Linked DNA regions of Ovis aries: region 1 is linked to region 2. Evidence: chromatin contacts called from public Hi-C data. All regions are on one chromosome and are shown on one strand. The core of a region is the stretch at or near the end of the contact, and the rest is flanking DNA. Distances in the headings are between cores, read along the strand shown. Region 1 overlaps EML6 (EMAP like 6). Region 2 overlaps LOC132659405 (a long non-coding RNA gene).

Region 1 (3,673 bases), core at 111-2,610, 220 kb after region 2:
GTGAGGATGAAGGTCAGGTGTTCTGGGAATGAGAAATCTAGAGGAGAGAAGGTTAAGTCAGCGAGAGGAGCAATGGTTGATGACATAAGCCGCAGTGCGGCAGGAGCTGGGGTCAGCCAGCTGACCACCAGCCAAACAGGGACAGGAAACTGATAAAAGACAGGAACTGGGAGGGGGAAAGATGGCCCGGCACGATGTGAACTTCAAAGGAGTGGATGGGGCTGTTTAGAGCACACCAGCTGTTTAGAGCACAACAGTGGCACCAATATGCTTTCCACACACCCACAAGAAGCCCAGTCCTGCATGTCATACACCCATGGACATCATGTCAAGGGGCACAGATTGTGCATCCTAACAACTGCTTCTGCAAAGACCTCAGTTATCACATCTTGACCACACAACAGTAAAAAGTGGGAGGGTAAACGACCCTAGTAGCATGCATTCCCTCTAAATGGAGATCCAAGAGACATTTAAACGCTTGACTAAAATAGTAAGACCCAACTTTGCCACTATCTTCTGAAAGAGACTCCCTCTGGGTAGAAAAGGGCTTACCCATTCGTGATGTGTTCTTTAGCTTCACGTGTGAGTGGGTTTGAGTCAACTGATCCCACTGTAGGAGTATGATTTCCTAGGTGTGTTAATCTATTTAAAAATCATTTTACAGCACTTCATAGCATTCTATAACACCTCTGCATTTTTACACCCTGGCCCATTCTTTGTGATAAAAAGTGAGCAAGCTATTTTCTAATGAATGGAAGGCTCAATTCCTAAAACTACCCATTACATAGTCATTACTTTGGTTCAAAAAACACAGAAAGCCAAGAGATCTGAAAAGGGAAAACCATTTATGAAGGTAGCATTAAATTCCCTTAAAAATCACTAACAAACTTTCAGAAGAGTTACATGACTAAGAAACCGGCCTTTGAAGTGATTAATAGATTCTGCACCTTCAGTTCCCTCCACCGTGTTAGAGAATAGGAAACTCGCCACCTTCCACCTGCTCAGGGCAGCTCTGCGTGTAGAAATCTCACAGGATTAAGGGGTGCAGGGAAGAAGAAGACTTCAGCTTGGAGAGAAATGCTCTGGAGTAGCAGGGACTCTCCACCCGACACAGACGCAAACACCCTCCCAGCATGAGGTCTGAGCTTAGCTCACAGGCAACCTGTTTGCAACTGCAGGGCTGTGTACCAAAGTTTATGCCCTTCATGGTCCCTCCACCATGGGATCAGATGCTTTTGACAGATCTCAGTTATGTTAAGTTCAGCAGCACCTGCCAGCACGATTGTCAGTTCTTAGCAGCTCTTCGATACAAGCTCACAAAGCAGCTATTGATCAGTGATGACAAAGGGCTTCTGTCAGGCCAGTGGAGCTGAGGAAAGCGCCAGGAGAGCTGGGCTGTTTATTTGTTGATATCACTATGGATGGGAGCATTGTCTTGCTTCTTCATGTTCATCAAGCCTCAAGCAAACTTGAAATGTGGATTAACTGATTCAATAAAGCATTAAAAAAAAAAATTGGGGCAGTTTCTCCCAGTGGACTTCTGTCCCCAAACATAGCACAAAAGGTACGAAGGAAAACTGGGATTACCTATAGATGGGGATTTGCTTCAACTCAGGGAAATCTAAACCTTTCCATATTTTTAGACTTTGCTACTTGTGAGCATATTCTTTATTTCACTATAAATCTGCTAAGAAGCTTTGTCTGTAAGATGGGTGCGGTGGCTATAATAATATAGACTTTTCTTTCAGTCCTTTTTGCCTTGGGTTATTTAAATAGATTTAAACCAAATAAAATTTAATCCCTAATGAACAAGGGATATGAAGATAGGAAATCATTTAACCAAGAGCAGTTCCATGGCCAGATGGGGCATCATTCAGTTCTACATGGGTCACACCTTCCCCACAATAGTAAGACCACCCATCAGTGCTAGCAAAATGAAGGTAAAAGTGGTTTGCTGACAAAGGACAGATTTGTAGGCCATTTTGAGAACAGATTAATTTACTTAAATAAGCAGAGGAGCAGGTTAAATAAATGTGCCTATTTGTCTACTCCCTGAGGAAATATTTGCTCACTATATACCATGTGCAAGGCACGGTGTGAGGCACACAGAGGCCACCGCGACAGACACAGGGCTGGCCCTTGAGAAACGGAGAGTCAGATAGACGACATTTACAAGTTAGTGGAACTTTTAACAATCTTACACCATGGACTCATATATTAAGGAACTATGCATCAAAGGCAGCTATTAATTTGGGAAACAAAAAAAAAAAAACCACAAAAACAAAACAAAACAACCCCCCCTTAACATTTCTTTATATAGCCATGATGTACAGTTCTCGTCATAGGATTTTCTTCTTCAGTTCATAAATCTGTTCAAATTGATTCACAAATGATGTGAGACAGTAGAAGCAGATAAGCTTTAGGGCCTTTCTCATTCAGCCGTAAGCACAGTTTAAGAAAAAGTCTGGAAAACGCTAGTGCCAGAGTGGAATTTTGAGGTTATTTGGTGCTGCTGCTGCTGCTGAGTCACTTCAGTTGTGTCTGACTCTGTGAGACCCCACAGACGGCAGCCCACCAGGCTCCCCCATCCCTGGGATTCTCCAGGCCAGAACACTGGAGTGGGTTACCATTTCCTTCTCCAATGCATGAAAGTGAAAAGTGAAAGTGAAGTCTAGGACTTGTCAGTTCCGAGAGGAGGGGACCACCATTCAGAGAAGGCTCAGAATCTGCTTCTAATTTTGGTTTATAAAAGCTTCCTGGTTTCCTCAGGAACATATGGCCTAGATTGAGAGTGAATATGCACCAGAGGGACTAAAAGATTAATGTAAGAGTATTCGCAGACTCCTCCTTTATAATCCCCTGCTAAGAATAGCTCTGGCGCTGCCACCTCAGAGTTTCCTTGTGCTGAGCAGCTGAGATGGATGGGCGGCGAGGTTGCCTGCTGGGGGAAGGCAGTCTGTGGAGTGGAAAATCCTCTTTTCCCTGCCCTTCACTCTGGGTGATTGGGAGAAGGATTCCACCCAGCATACAATGCCCTCCCCCCTACCCAGTACTGTCTAGGGGGTGCTCACACCATCCTCTCCAGAGTGAGGTTCTAGAGGGCGGGGGAGGACAAAGACCACCCTTCAGGATCCTGATCTGTCTGTAGATCCACAAGTCGGGGTTACTAAAAGCTAATGAGATGCTGGCAGCCAAATGTGGGTGAATATTGCAACGGGCCAGTGGTGCCCAGGGATGAGTCCCTCCCTGTCCATGGGAACTGTTGGAGGCACTACTCATTCAGCCACATGAAGGGAAGCTTGTAGCATATGTGCCTGAGCACGGAAATTGCCTGACCCTCTAGATCCCTCCTAAACACTCACTGTCACACTCCCTGCCAAAGGGGACAAAGACCCTCAGTGCCACAGAGATGGAGCTTAGGAGTAAGGGTCTCTCCACTTAGCGCTGGTGTTCGCAATTGCCTAAAGGCAGAATCCTTTAACCTGAGGGCTGGAAGGGACCAGGGGTACCAACTGCTTAGAGACAGATTATGGATATACAGACAAGATGCTGACAAAATCATAGGCTGATATTTAATCCATGGGTGTCAGTGACTGGAAATCAACCTAAATTTGTTAGAAGTTTATCCATTCATTCAACAAATATTCATGGAGTGCTGGTACTGTTATCAATT
Region 2 (3,315 bases), core at 399-2,898:
TGGCCTGGAGCCCGGGTCAGCTCAGCCTCTAGCTTGTGGGACTTTGATCACAGCCTGTTTTCTCGATTAGCTGTCTGAAATGAGGACAGGCCACTGGACCAAGTGATTCCCAACATCTTTTTTCACCTTCAACATTCAATGACTTTTTGATTTGAAGGGTTTTCACAAAGGAAAATGGGAACAAAAGGGGATACTAGATTCCCTAGTCTTCACTTCCTATCCCACCCACATAGAAGATTGGTGCCTCCTTTCCCAAATAAATGCAAGATGTGTGGATTAGTTATGGCATAACCTGAAATGTCTCTTGACTCCCCAGATAATTTTGGAAAGCAGCCTGAACTGAAACCAGAAAATTCTTAGCAGCCCGTCTTCTGGCCGTCCTTAGCCTCTGTGAGGCTCTACTGTGAGGCCAGTGAAGGTGAGTCAGGACTTGAGTTGCATCTGAAATGCTCAGGGAGTCCACTGGGGCAAGAGTGGTTTCCTGCTGAGTTAACTCTCCTGTTTCCCAACCCCTCCCCCCACTGCCTCCCACCCTTTGCTTAGTCTTAGTGGAGTCGGTATTTTCTGCAGTCTTTGTCTTTTGTTGGTTTTTTTTTGCATGAGACTGGGCCAGGGTAACCAGTAGCCCCTGAAGGGAACCCAGGCACATGGGGGCCAGGTAAAGGTCCTTCAAATGGTCCTTTCTTTTCGACTTTGGCTGTCTCATTCGGTAACTAAAGACTGATAAATAACAGCACAGAATGTGGAATCTGGAGAGAAAAGGCTAGTGGAAATGTGAACCTGGCTGTTCAAGAGCAGAGCTGAGCTTATTTGCATAGTAGCAGGTGTGGTTACTTATTTATGAAGCACATTTCCTCTGAGGTGTGGAAAATGGGCTAGCTGTGAACCTGATCCCGGCCTTAGAACGCTGACAGTGAGGAGGCAGAACCCAGTCTGACCCCCCACAGCTCTCCCCTTCTGGTGCTCCTGGTAGTTCGCTGAGCTTTCCCTGTATTCCCTTCTTGCTAGACTATGAGGTCCTGAAGGGCAGGGACAGTGTTTGGTCACCATTGTTTTCCTGTGCCCAGTCTCCCTGGCAATAGGCAGGCCTTCAGTAAATACATATATCATGAGTGAATTTGGCAGACAAGCTTGCAACTACCCGGAAGCTGGAGGGAGGTGAGGCCTTGGAGCTCCCAAACTAGACACCCACCCTGAAACGAGGAAGTAATGCTAGAAACAGATGGACAGAAGAAGCACCATTTGAAGAAAGGGTCAGCTGTGGACCTCCTATAGTAGAAAAGCCCCAAACAAACTTGACATTCTTCCAAGCACATGGTTTGAGTCCTCCAGAACAAAACAACCCTACGTAATCCACTCCCCCCAATAAAAACGCCTACCTCAAACAGCAATTGCTCCAGACTCATAGTGGCGCCCTAGTTACACAGCGGAAAGAACAAAGAAGTGATTTAAGCATCTTGGAATTGAAATAGCAATTGCCAAACACCAGAGGATCAGCAGAATCATTAGATTCCAGAAAATGCAGAACCTCTGAGGCCTCTGTATTCTTCCATTCTGATGTCAGATTACTGGCAGCCCACGCTGAGCTGCCTTATAAGACAGTGCAGCTAGGGCACTAGAAAGAAGCAGAGGAAGGAGGGGCCAGCTGGCCCTGCTGGGGGTTTGGAAGCTCTGCACTGCAGATTCTGTTAACCAACACTGGACACTATCTTCCTCTCCTCTCAGTGACCAGTGAGGCCAAGGCGGGCCACGTCAGCTGGGTAGACACAGGTGCAGATGTCTATAAGTTCATCAGTCAGGGGTCTGCCAGGAAAACAGAATTTATCCCAGGTGGTTCAAATAGAAAGACTAATGAAAGGATCGACAGCAGTGGGCATGAGGGAAACAGATAGGGAGCATTGTGGTACCTGAAGACTTGCATCGGGGGCACCATTACTTTTGTAAGGGCAAAGAACAGGAGGAAGTCTCGGTGCCTGACCTAGCAGGACTGTGGCCTACGGGCTACAAGGAAGGGCTTCCAGAGACAGGGCCCCAGAACAGGGAGGGAGTGGGGAAGAAATCCCTGCCCATTTCTCCTGCCTCCTGTTGGCAAAACCAGAAGCCAGCCAGCAAGGGTGCTCACAATGGCACTTTCCTCCAGGGTCAGCTCCTGGAGCTGAGAATACATGGAGGTGAGTCAAATGGAAAAAACCTAGCACAATGACAACTAACCTGGTTACCACATAGCTACATTACCTGTGTTTCTTACATGTTATTTCACTTCAGCTTTAAAATTACTCTAAAGCAGGCTGAGCCTGGGGCTCTTCGGAATACCAGGGCTTGTGGGCACAGTGGTATTTGCATGCCCGACGGTGCATCTGGGCTGGTGAGCCAACAGGAGGGAAGCACGTTGATGCCCATCAGGAGCCTGAGGCCAAAAGGATTCTCAGGGTAAATTAGGAAGGAATCCCTGGGACAGTGCCTATGAACAATCTTCCCTCCTTCTTCAGACTTTGTAACCTATGCTTTTTACCCTGAATGTTCCCCAACAATAAGAAGGTTGTCTTCTGCTCACTAGGCAGCCCTTTTGGGGAGAGGATCTTGTGGGTTGCTGCAGGCAGTGACAGTGATTTGCAGAAACGTCAGGCCAGTTCCAAGAGAGGGAAAGGCCAGAGCTGGCGGGTCCTGAGCGGGTGGGTGTCTGGGGTCCAGAGGTACAAGGCCTGCGCTCTCTCTCTTACTCCTCAGAGCCAGGAATCTTCCTCCTGGTGGTTCTGCCTCCCTGCCAGAGGGTTGAGGTCAGGGGCAATTCTCCATGCAAGCTGGAGTGGGTGACGTTCCAGCATGTGGGGGCAGCAGACACTGACACTGCATCTACTTTACTGTAAGGTAATCTGGCTGTGTGGCACTAGAGTGACTTTGAGGAGCTACCCAACATCCAAGGGCAAAGGAGAAGCCCCAGCAAGACGGTAGGAGGGGCAAAATCACATTTTGACTCAAACCCCATACCCACTAGAGATGCTCAGAGGGCTCAAAAAAACCTTGTGCACACCGGGACCCAGAGACCCCGCAGAGACTGAGACAGAACTGTGTTTGAGTTTCTCCTGCAGAGGTGTGGGTCAGAAGTGGACTGCTGCAGGGACACGGACTCTGGGTGCAGTAGACCTGGGTGTGGCTAAGCCCTCTTGGAGGAGGTCGCCGTTAACCCGACCATAGAGCTGCCAGAACTTATACAGGACTGGGAAACAGACTCTGAGAGGTCACACACAAAACCTTGTGTGCACCAGGACCCAGGAGAAAGGAGCAGTAACCCCACAAGAGACTGACCCAGACTTG

What was found. A called contact is a pair of places that touch in the nucleus more often than the background predicts.
Region 1: a Hi-C map of hypothalamus shows a contact between it and region 2, with 2.7 times the contacts expected there. The contact joins two enhancer-like sites. A contact is called at or near these places in 3 of 16 Hi-C or Micro-C datasets (hypothalamus, skin fibroblasts and tail adipose tissue).

The regions. Positions count from the first base shown.
Region 1 is chr3:69,067,226-69,070,898 of ARS-UI_Ramb_v3.0, forward strand. All of the region lies in intron 27 of EML6 (EMAP like 6), which reads right to left. Among named protein-coding and RNA genes, the nearest start is that of RTN4, 100 kb to the left of the region's middle. Within about 2 kb of position 1,361, at least 11 of the 54 cell types and tissues checked have an H3K27ac peak or open chromatin away from gene starts, as enhancers often do. A contact at or near this core is called in hypothalamus, where this site is marked.
Region 2 is chr3:68,847,788-68,851,102 of ARS-UI_Ramb_v3.0, forward strand. It overlaps LOC132659405 (a long non-coding RNA gene), which reads left to right. Exons shown (of 2, transcript XR_009599832.1): 1 at 1-418. Among named protein-coding and RNA genes, the nearest start is that of TRNAE-UUC, 30 kb to the left of the region's middle. Within about 2 kb of position 1,649, at least 19 of the 54 cell types and tissues checked have an H3K27ac peak or open chromatin away from gene starts, as enhancers often do. A contact at or near this core is called in hypothalamus, where this site is marked.